Regions from separate parts of the Danio rerio genome. Here region 1 is linked to region 2. The links are chromatin contacts, called in public Hi-C maps. All regions are on one chromosome and are shown on one strand. Each heading gives the region's core, a stretch centred on a gene start, on an enhancer-like site or on the middle of the called end of the contact. The rest is flanking DNA. Distances are from core to core; before and after follow the strand shown.

Region 1 (4,796 bases), core at 628-3,127, 120 kb before region 2:
TGAAATTGAGATTTATACAATGGTTTGTTAGAATACTACAATAGACACATATATGAAAATCTATGTATCTGTGGGTTAAAAAAATCTAAATACTGAGAAAATTCAATTTAAAGTTGTCCAAATTAAGAACTTAACAAGACATATTACTAATATTAAATTTTGATATATTTACACAAGGAAATTTACAAAATATTTTCACTGAACATGATCTTTACTTAATATTCGACATAGAATGTATTGCCAAAAAAACACCCATGCAATATAAGAATTGGTTTTGTGTTTTAAAATAAACCAGTAATTTGAAAACATGATAATAGTTCTTAAACATAACCCTAACATATCAAAAGTAAAACCATGTGACTTAGTTGAACTGCCAATAGTTTAAAAAGCCCTGTCAAAACTGTGAGGTATAGATTCCTTCACAGTTCAATAAAGTACATTCCCGAACACGTGTGTTTGCTTTAATAATGTTCATGAGCATGCACATCACAAGAACCCCAGTGAGCCATTAAACCCATTAATAATAAATGCACTGAGTGCCTGGCCTAAAATGCCTGAACACGACACATATGACATTAGCTACATGGCAAGTATATATTCCTACTGTAATTAAGCACAGGATTGTGTTGAACAGGAGTAAAGTGAGATTGGCTCTTGTGATTGGCTGCTTCGTCCACCAATGTGCCGCTGCAGCTCACCTCTAATCAGCCTCTTCCTGTAGACCGACTCCAACAGCGCTTCTGTTTCCTTTTATCTTTCCTCCCCTCCGCCTTCAACAGATCACATTGCACAGCAAAAACGCCTGTTAACTCTCCCCGTCCTCCTGCAGCCTTCCCAACCTGACAACAAAGAAATTGGTCGACAAAGCTTTTTGGGGTTGAGAATTTCAGCATTCGCACAGCAGCTGTTTTAGTTTATGAAGCTATAGGTTAAAAATGCCCTTTTATTAATTAGCACAATGAATATTCAGACTGTATTTCAAATGCATTAGTCATTCAGTCATCTGTTATATTAAGATCAAGAGTGCAGGTATTATGTAAATATGTGAATATCTGATGCAATGCTTTCAGGAATGCAGAACATCTGGCATTGCACCACATTCCACTGAATTCCCTCAGTCATTTTTGAGAAAAACCTGAAGGTATCTGTTTCGTTTTGTGGCATGTGTTGCTGTTCTAAATAAAGAAAAAAAGAAAAGAGAGATGTTTTATTACTATTTTTTTTCTTCCAGGCATCCTTGGACTATAACTCACGTTCTTGGCCTTGGTGTTGTACCCATTCCTGGCACACCATAAAAAAAATCGTTTTACAATATCTGTTGTGAAAAGCCGCACCTTGATAAAATGTAATTGAATTTAGTTTGTCCTTGGTCTTCTGCGACTTTACTGAAATAAAGAAATGAATTCATAGCATGGCGTGAAGGACATAAGACATTCAATATGCAAGTATACTTTCAGCGCAATTGCAAAGTGTCTCATCGGCCAACCTTGTGACGGCAAGGAATATTTGATTTGAATTGGGACTCCCTCGAAATACTGGAATCATGGCTTTTAATAGATTTAAAAAGAGTTGCTCATCAATTATGCAGCATCTCCTGCCTTTAAGATGAGACGGCAAAGATAGCTTAAGGAAAATGAGAGACTTTTCAGAGCTGGATTCTGTGCCTGTGTTAACAAAATAAACTCCATACGTCTTTTCTTTAACGTGAACGCGCGGAACTGCGTGCGCTAGAGAGTCTGCGAGGGGCCAGGTGTTGCTAGATTCGGCTTCTCAATGTCACCGGTGATGTGGAAGGACAAAGGCAGTATTGAGAGCCCAGTCAGAGGCCTGGGAGGAGCGGGATAGTTTTACAGAAAAGCCTCTGTTTGTGCCAAGCCTGCACCCGTACACAACAGACACTGTGTTCTGCTGCTCCGCTCCCAGCTTTGTCCTTGCGCTCTGCCTCTCTCTTCCCCCCTCTTTTCTCCTTGTTTCGAACAGGTAGCAATGGTGCTCGCATCTAGGCCACAGATCGGAGAGACAGATAGCTGACTGTTAAGAACACAGTTTGGCATTCTAGACTCGGGCTCTTAACGTCCCACACAAAGACCTGGAGCCGGACGGAAACATGATAAAGGTGCGCGCCATCTCGCTTGCTAAGCACACCGAGCAGTGACGCCCCCCACCTCAGACTACTGGGAAGTCTCGCTCCAACGGACATCTGTCTGTGGTCTTTTACCTGCTGGGAATGGAAGACCTTTGAAAGGAAATCTAAACTTAATCATTCCTAAAACATGTGAAAAACTTCTGAAATATGTCAAATGCATGGTTTTGGAACATTTTTCAGCGAGACCAATGTGATCACATCAACACGTCCATATTTTTTACATGAGACTTTGAGAATAAAATGTTTCCAGCTTGTTTAAATATGGTTTTACATGTAAAGCTTAAGTGGTTTTCAGTAGGAAATGAAATGATGAGATTGGAACGGCTAGATTAAACCAACTCAAACCAAAAAAAAGCTGCACAAAAATGACATTTCTATATATTTCCTGGTTTTAAATTAAAGTAGAAAGGAAACCTGTTTTACTGATATCCTTCCATAGTCGAAACACTGACTGAGCAATTATATGAGATGTAAGATGTTCTTACACATTCACTCTTAAAAATAAAGATTCCAAAAAGGGGTTTTCAGTGATTCCTTAAGAACTATTTATGATACCACAATGACATTTTGACTGAACGGTTGTTCAACAAAAAACTTTACACTTATTGGAGTTAACTTGAAAAGTTCAGATGCAAAAACCTGTAAATGCCATTTGAAATGTTCTTCTAAAAATCAGCATTTTCATCAGGGTCCAGTGTGTAGGGTCCAGCTTCAAGGTGAAATAACTCAACATAAACAATAGAGGCTGAAAATAATGCTTATTTTTCTATGGAAATTTCAGATGGCACTTAGAGGATTTTGCATCTAAACTGCTTGTTAACAAAGGTTCAGCAGCAGGACCATGCCTCACTTTGCCTCAAACAATCACCTACTCCCTAAAACGTATTTAAGGCAGACCAGCCCTCTAGCACTGTTGTTCTCGTTCTCTCGAACCCTCCCTCCCTCTATTTCCTTGCTTCCCATTAACAATTCTTATAACCCTTTCTTCCCTCCTAGGTCAGGGGTTAAACCAAAATATTACAGAGATGGTACCCCCACTCTGAGTCTCTGGGCATCATCGTAAGATGCCCGAACTACCTACCTACCTGTTGACTGTTTATCATCTTACCTCCATTCCCCTTTATCACACTCTTCCCTTACTATCCCTTTTTTATCTCTAGAAATAAAATCCATCAATCTAAAAACCCAAGGACAGTGCCATGGCGCAGTGGGTAGCGCTGTCGCCTCACGGCAAGAAGATCACTAGTTTAAGCCCGACTGGGTCAGTTGACATTTCTGTGTGGAGTTTGCATGTTCTCCCCGTGTTTGTGTGGGTTTCCTCTGGGTGCTCTGGTTTCCCCCACAGTCCAAAAGCATGGGCTATAGGTAGTGTATGTGTGCGTGTGAATGGGTGTATGGGTGTTTCCCAGTTCTGGGTTGGGGCTAGAATGGCATTCGCTTGGTATAAAGGAATGCTGGATAAGTTGGTGGTTCATTCCGCTGTGGCGACCCCATATTAATAAAGGGACTAAGCTGAAAGAAAATGAATAAATGAATAATCTAAAAACTCTTTTCCACTAGAAACAACATTTTATGCAATTAAACATTTCCAGGGATGTTAGAGGTACTGACCACAGTGAAAAATATCTATTTTTTAAAGGGTTTGTTTGGTGTTACAACTAGTAGTAAAGGAGAATAATTGATGGCGTTCACTACACAGCCCTCTGTCATGCCATATTAAAGAGCTTCAGAATTGCTATTTTTAAAAACTACTGTGTTTGATTAGCACACATGCATAATGAACCAGAACCTAAGGTAAATCATTCATTCATTCTTTCATTTTCCTTCGAGAAATAGTTTCTATTTCAGAAGTTGCCACAGCAGAATGAACCACCAATTAACTCATTCCTTCATTTTCTTTTCGGCTTAGTCCTTTTATTAATCTAGGGTCACCACAGCAGAATAAACCACTAACTAATTCAGCATATGTTTTACACAGCAGATGCCCATCCAGCTGCAACCCATCACTGGAAAACAGCCATACACTCACTCATTCACACACACACTCATACACTACGACTAATTTCATAAATTCATTTTCTTTCAGCTTAGCCCCTTTATTCATTAGGGTTTGCCACAGCGGAATGAACCTCCAACTATTCCAACATATGTTTTATGCAGCAGATGTCTTTCCGGCCACAACTTAATACTGGGAAACACCCATACACTCACTCAATTACACACACTCATACACTTTGGCTAATTTAGTTTATTCAGTTCAACTGTACCGCATGTATTTGGACTATGGGGGAAACTGGAGCACACGGAGAAAACCCAAGTGAACACGGAGAACGTGCAAACTACACACAGAAATGTCAACTGGTCCAGCTGTGACTTAAACATACCGTACTGCCTATTGAAGTAAAATCCTTTAGCATTAAACCATCTTTTCTCGTGTCTCTCAATCAAAGTTTTTTCTTAATGGTCATGTAATAAAATCTCTCATACGTTAGCTCACTGACACATCTTACTCCAGTATCCTTTGAATTTGAGGAAATGAGCAAGGAAGGAAGAGCATAAGACAGGAAATGAAGAAAAGAGAAAATGTAGGCATCTCAATACACGCCTCGACTCACACACAGCTCAGTCTCGGAGAAAGTGTGTCTGGTCT
Region 2 (5,499 bases), core at 2,677-5,176:
CAAATGAAAAACAAATATTTGCAATCTAAAATAAAATTACAGTGCAGTTTAAGCATTACTCCTTAAAATAACATTGAAATGTTAACTGAAATGTATATTGTTGAATTATTATATTGTTGTTGTTTTATCCAATTTTATCTTACATTTTGACACTCCTATTATTCGCCAATGTTTAAACATTACAATAACTTTACTTTAAGTATTGCTGTATGTCTTTTTCATTTGATACTGAGCCTTTAATTGTCATTTATAAGGGATTTATTAAGCTTAAACAGTTCTCATTTTCCACAAGTTAAGTTAATAAAGCATTTATTACAATAAAAATTAGCTATTAGTATATGCCTGAATAATAATATAAAAATGTTGATTTGAATAGTTTATTAATCATTTACCAACTCATACTGAATGATCTTAAAACAGCTAACCACTCTTAAATACAAATGATTTGTAAATAATATGACGCTTAATTTAGTCATAAAAAATTAATAAGTAACAAAGTATGAAAGCACAATTATTAAGCACTATTTAAATTTATAAGCTTTTAAGTCAAGAATGGAGCATCTGCAGTTATAAACTACTTACTAATGTCTATTAATGTAGAGTTAATGCTTAACAGATAATGAATTCACTATTTGCTAATGCTTAATAGATGATTCAGTGTACAGTCATTATAAAGTGTTACCAAAAAATCTGATAAAAAGATACTCCAAATCCCCTCTGTAAAAAAAATGATGTTCAGATTTTTGTGCAAATTAGCTCAATTTGAATAAAATAATGCCTCGTTTGCATATTTAAACAACATTTCTTTAATTTTTAATGTAATCAATCAACTGGGGAAAAATTTGAATAAAAATAAAGAAGAGCTGATTTTTCCTATTCACCTGCAGTGTCTTGCCTTAAAAAACTGCACAGTTTGATTGTAAGAAAACATGGCTTGCTGATGTGTGAAGCTGTGTGCCGCTGCTCTGCTGTATTGTGTGCTGCTTTATGACAGTAACTGGGCGTCATCAGCTGCTGCAGTTCTCTGTTTCACTCTGCAGTCATCGGCAGCCCTTGAGAGATGGCAATTTTTTGTGAGTGTCCTTAAATGACCCACCATCCCATTTGCCTCCCTCCCTCTCCTTCTCTAGGCTGTTTCCTTTTTTCTCTCTGAAATCATCCTCCACGCTCTCTTGCTTTCTGAATGTTTCCGCCTCCCTCTGGCCTGTGCTCTGTCCCTGTCACTCTCTCTGTCTGTGTCTCTCTCTCTGTCTGTCTGTCTGTCTGTCTCCCTCAATTCAGCTTCTCTCCACAAGAATAATTCATCATTCCTCTCCACCTCCTAAGGATTGACCTTCAACACTCTTGAATGCTTTGGTTTTTCTTAACAAACCACAGACAAACCAGGATTTTTGAACAGTATTGAATTTCGAATTAATTTTAATGCGTCTGTTTCACTTTCATTAATTATTATGCTCAAAATTTTTAGGATCTAGATTCAAATAAAGGCAGAAGGGAAAAAAATGTAATCTATCGACTCTTAATTAAATGTATAACATTTACTGTAGTGATGCACAACAGGTTTTAAACTTTATCAATAATTATTTATATCAGTGGTTCTGAAAGTGGAGGTCGTGGGACAATGACAGGGGGTTGCTTGGTGATTTCCAAAAGTCAAATAAACTTTATGAACCATATTTTTGTTTATTTTATCCATAACCCATAGAATATAAAAATAGTAGTTAATAGTTACATAAAAAAGCAAGAACATGCAAATTAAAAGCCATCAGCCTTTCAATTATTCTTCATAGAAATGGTGTGTTTATGTTAGATTAAAAATACGGAATAGCATCAGTGGCAGCAGATAAATTTTAAACCACCAGGTTAAATTTTCGGACACCTTTATGGCAATCAAATACATTAAAAATAAATACAGGCCACAACTGAATATCAAGAATGATCTCTGATTGGCGGTCTCCAAAACGAAACCAAGAATAGACTTGTGCCGAAAACCAATCATGTGCCAATTAGTCTCTTTAGGGAAGGTTAATATTAAACAAATTAGCAAATATACATATCATACAAATGATATTGTTGTTAGACTGTGGCACATTTTTATGTTGTCAATATGCTCATGTTTATATAGACCTGTATATATACAATTGAAGTCAGAATTATTAGCGCCCTACTGTTTTTTTTTTCTTTTTTAAATATTTAACAAATTATATTTAAAAGAGTAAGGACATTTTCACGGTATTTCCTATAATATTTTTTTCTTCTGGAGAAAGTCTTATTTGCTTTATTTTATCTAGAATAAAAGCAGTTTTTAATATTTAAAAAATCCATTTTAAGGTCAAAATTATAAGCCCCTTCAAGCTATATTTTTTCGATAGTCTACAGAACAAACTATCGATATACAATAACTTACCATATCCTGCCTAGTAACCTAATTAACCTAGTTAAGCCTTAAAATGCCTTAAAATGTCGCTTTAAGCTGTATGGAAGTGTTTTGAAAAAATCTAGTAAAATATTATTTACTGTCATCATGACAAAGATAAAATAAATCAGATATTAGAAATTAGTTATTAAAACTATTATGTTTAGAAACGTGGTAAAAAAAATCTCTCCGTTAAACAGAAATTTGGGGGAAAAACATGGGGCTAATAATTCAGGGAGGCTAATTATTCAGGGGGCTAATAATTCTGACTTCAACTGTATATGTTATTTGAATTAAATGTTTTTATTGTATTAAATTGCAATCACTTTGATTAATCTTTGATTAATCTAGATAAATCACAAATTTAAATATTTCATTTACATGTAAATGAGCGGTGTTGAAATAAAGACATGCAAGACTACATGTAACCATCAACTTAGGAAACATAAATACTATGGAAGTCAAAGGTCAATGATTTTCTTTTTTAAAAAACAGACAAAAGAGGAATGATGACAGAAAATTCAGTTTTGGGTCACAACTGCACTAATATGGACCAAAAGTTGATATTCTGAGTGTTCTTTACTCATAGCCTCAATTTGAACTGAAACTGAACTAAAATCATGATATCTGGGTGGATTCATTGATGAGAAAGAAACAATGTCTGATTCATCAGAAAATCTTTCCCCTGACAATCTACAGTTTAAGGAAACTACTTTAGTTTTCTTATATTATTATTTGACTATAAAGTGAACGAGTGCTGGAGCCAGTTGTCATTAGCTGCGCTGTTATACAGAAGAAGTTTTACTGATGCCTAGTATTGGTCTGCAGTGCAGTAAGTGCAATGACTGTGCCTTTTGCCAACTGACTCGCTTTTCTTTTTATTTAGCTTTGCTCGGTTCATATACTTATTGTATACTATATTATCTAACAAAATAACTTACGTTAACGGTCCAAAAACTAATACACTCAAATGTATATGTTATAAACAATAGTAAATACAATTTTTAAAAAGAGGAAAAATTAAGAGAAGCAAAAAAAAAAGTATTTTTTTATTTATTTATTTTAAATTTTGTAGGTTGCAAATTTTTTTTTGCAATATTTAGCTTGAATTTAATTGTATTATCTTTTAATTTCTAAATATGTTTGGTGACTAAAATATGATTTTAATAAATATATCTGCTTATTAAATCTGATTTGTTTAAATGCACCAAAATACATTGCCTATATTCACTGAGAAATGTATACAAATATTCATTTTCAAAATGGAGTTTACTCAGTTATGCTGACCACTGTATATAATAACAAATATATATTTTATTATAATATGAATATTTATACATATATGATGATACAATCCAATGTCATTAACACTAAAAGCACTGAGCCCCAGTCTCAGGCTGTCCTGACTCTCTATCTCTCCATCCTCCTCCTGCTCTTCCTCTGAGGCTGATGGAGGAGGGTGGGGTAAATCCGCACCGGTTGCCATGACACCAGACAGCCAGTGTTCGGTGAAGGCACGTAGTTTCCTCTCTGCTCTATTTCCCCGGAGTCCTAAACGCACAGCAGAGCAAAGTGTGTGCGCGCGTGTGTGAGATTTGTCTGTGTAAATGTGTATAAGAGATGCCAATGATGTTCGCTAGTGCATACATCATGTGTCAGAGTGCTGTTAAATCAGCAGCCGTGTAAACGCTCGCATCTAATAAGCATGTAGACATAAGCAGCGCTAATGCTATGCTAACCTCCTTTCGACAGGCCTTTATGCAGCACTGCAGCAAATCACGATCAGAGAGATGTTTGACAGCACCTCAGACCAAAACAGCATCTGGGAAACATCGAAGGATAATATTTCAACAACAACATCAACATTCAGAACCGACGTGAATAACGGCCGAGCTTCAATGAGGCGGTGGCACTTCTGCAAACTCGATGCGGAGCTATTATGTGTGCGCCGGTGTTACTCTCTTTATTTTCTCTTTCTCCTTTGCTCCATCTCTTTCATCATCCCAGTAAACTCTATCACTCTGTCGCTACCCAAAAGCTGGAGCCCTGATGAATAATTTAGCAGCCGATATTTGCAGCCATCTGTTTATCTTCGCCACACCATCAGTCTTCCTCACAAAGTTCCCATTGACTGCACTTTGCCATCAAACAGTGACTTCAGTCCAAGTACCGCATTAGAGGAAGGGCCATAGGGTTACACTAATGAGTTTACTTTAAAGTCACCGTCTTCCTAAAATGAATATTCTGTCATCATTTAATCACTCTCTTGTTGGTCCAAATCTGAACGGCTGTCTTTTAACTCTGGAACACACGGGAAGATGTTTCAAAAAGTGTAACCGTTGCTCTTTTACATGCAGTCATGGGACTAAAAGAGATTCTTCTATGTGTTCTTTTTTATGTTGATCACAAAAGTAGATATTTTGAAAAATGTTAGAAACCTGTAACCATTGACTTCCACAATAGACAAAATAATGAAAGTCAATGGTTACCGGTTGCAATGATTTTAAAGATAACTTCTTTTGTGTTCCACAGACCAAAGAAAAACAGCTTGTGACAAGTCAACGATGATTAAATGATGAGCATGTTCAGTTTTGGGTGAATTGATCACAATAACTGCACAAATTATGATCAAAGAAAAATAAAAAAATGTATAAAACAGATAGATAAATAAGTATGTATATATACTTAGTGTTCTTAAGTTTCAATATTAACTGAAATCAAGATAACTGGGTGGATTAATTCATGAGGAAGACACAATGTCTGATTCATCAGAAAATCTTTCTTCTGAATCATTTTTTTCAATGAAAACATTAATCCACTTCAGAAAACCGGTTTTAAGGACTCATTCATGCTTTGACTCATTGATTCAGTGATCCAACAGCAGATTACTGAAGGGGGAGATTATGCTACTGTTTGAAAGTTTGAGGTCAACTAGATTTAGTTATTTTATTTATTTAAATTTTTCAAGAAAAAAGTAATTTAATTCATCAAATATGTGTTAAATTGTTTTCAATAAATAACTATTTTCATCATATACAGCATGATAAGATGTTTCTGAAGTGTTTCCACAGACAATCACAGGG

Evidence for each region. A called contact is a pair of places that touch in the nucleus more often than the background predicts.
Region 1: a Hi-C map of embryo shows a contact between it and region 2, with 1.6 times the contacts expected there. The contact joins two enhancer-like sites. A contact is called at or near these places in 7 of 18 Hi-C or Micro-C datasets (caudal fin, embryo, fibroblasts and 3 more) and 1 of 4 datasets of contacts at active chromatin or transcription factors (caudal fin).

The regions. Positions count from the first base shown.
Region 1 is chr15:23,955,807-23,960,602 of GRCz12tu, reverse strand. The region is part of intron 3 of LOC101886227 (ovostatin); the gene reads right to left. Among named protein-coding and RNA genes, the nearest start is that of mir125b-1, 46 kb to the right of the region's middle. Within about 2 kb of position 1,877, at least 13 of the 62 cell types and tissues checked have an H3K27ac peak or open chromatin away from gene starts, as enhancers often do.
Region 2 is chr15:23,841,433-23,846,931 of GRCz12tu, reverse strand. All of the region lies in intron 3 of LOC101886227 (ovostatin), which reads right to left. Among named protein-coding and RNA genes, the nearest start is that of mir100-1, 58 kb to the left of the region's middle. Within about 2 kb of position 3,926, at least 15 of the 62 cell types and tissues checked have an H3K27ac peak or open chromatin away from gene starts, as enhancers often do.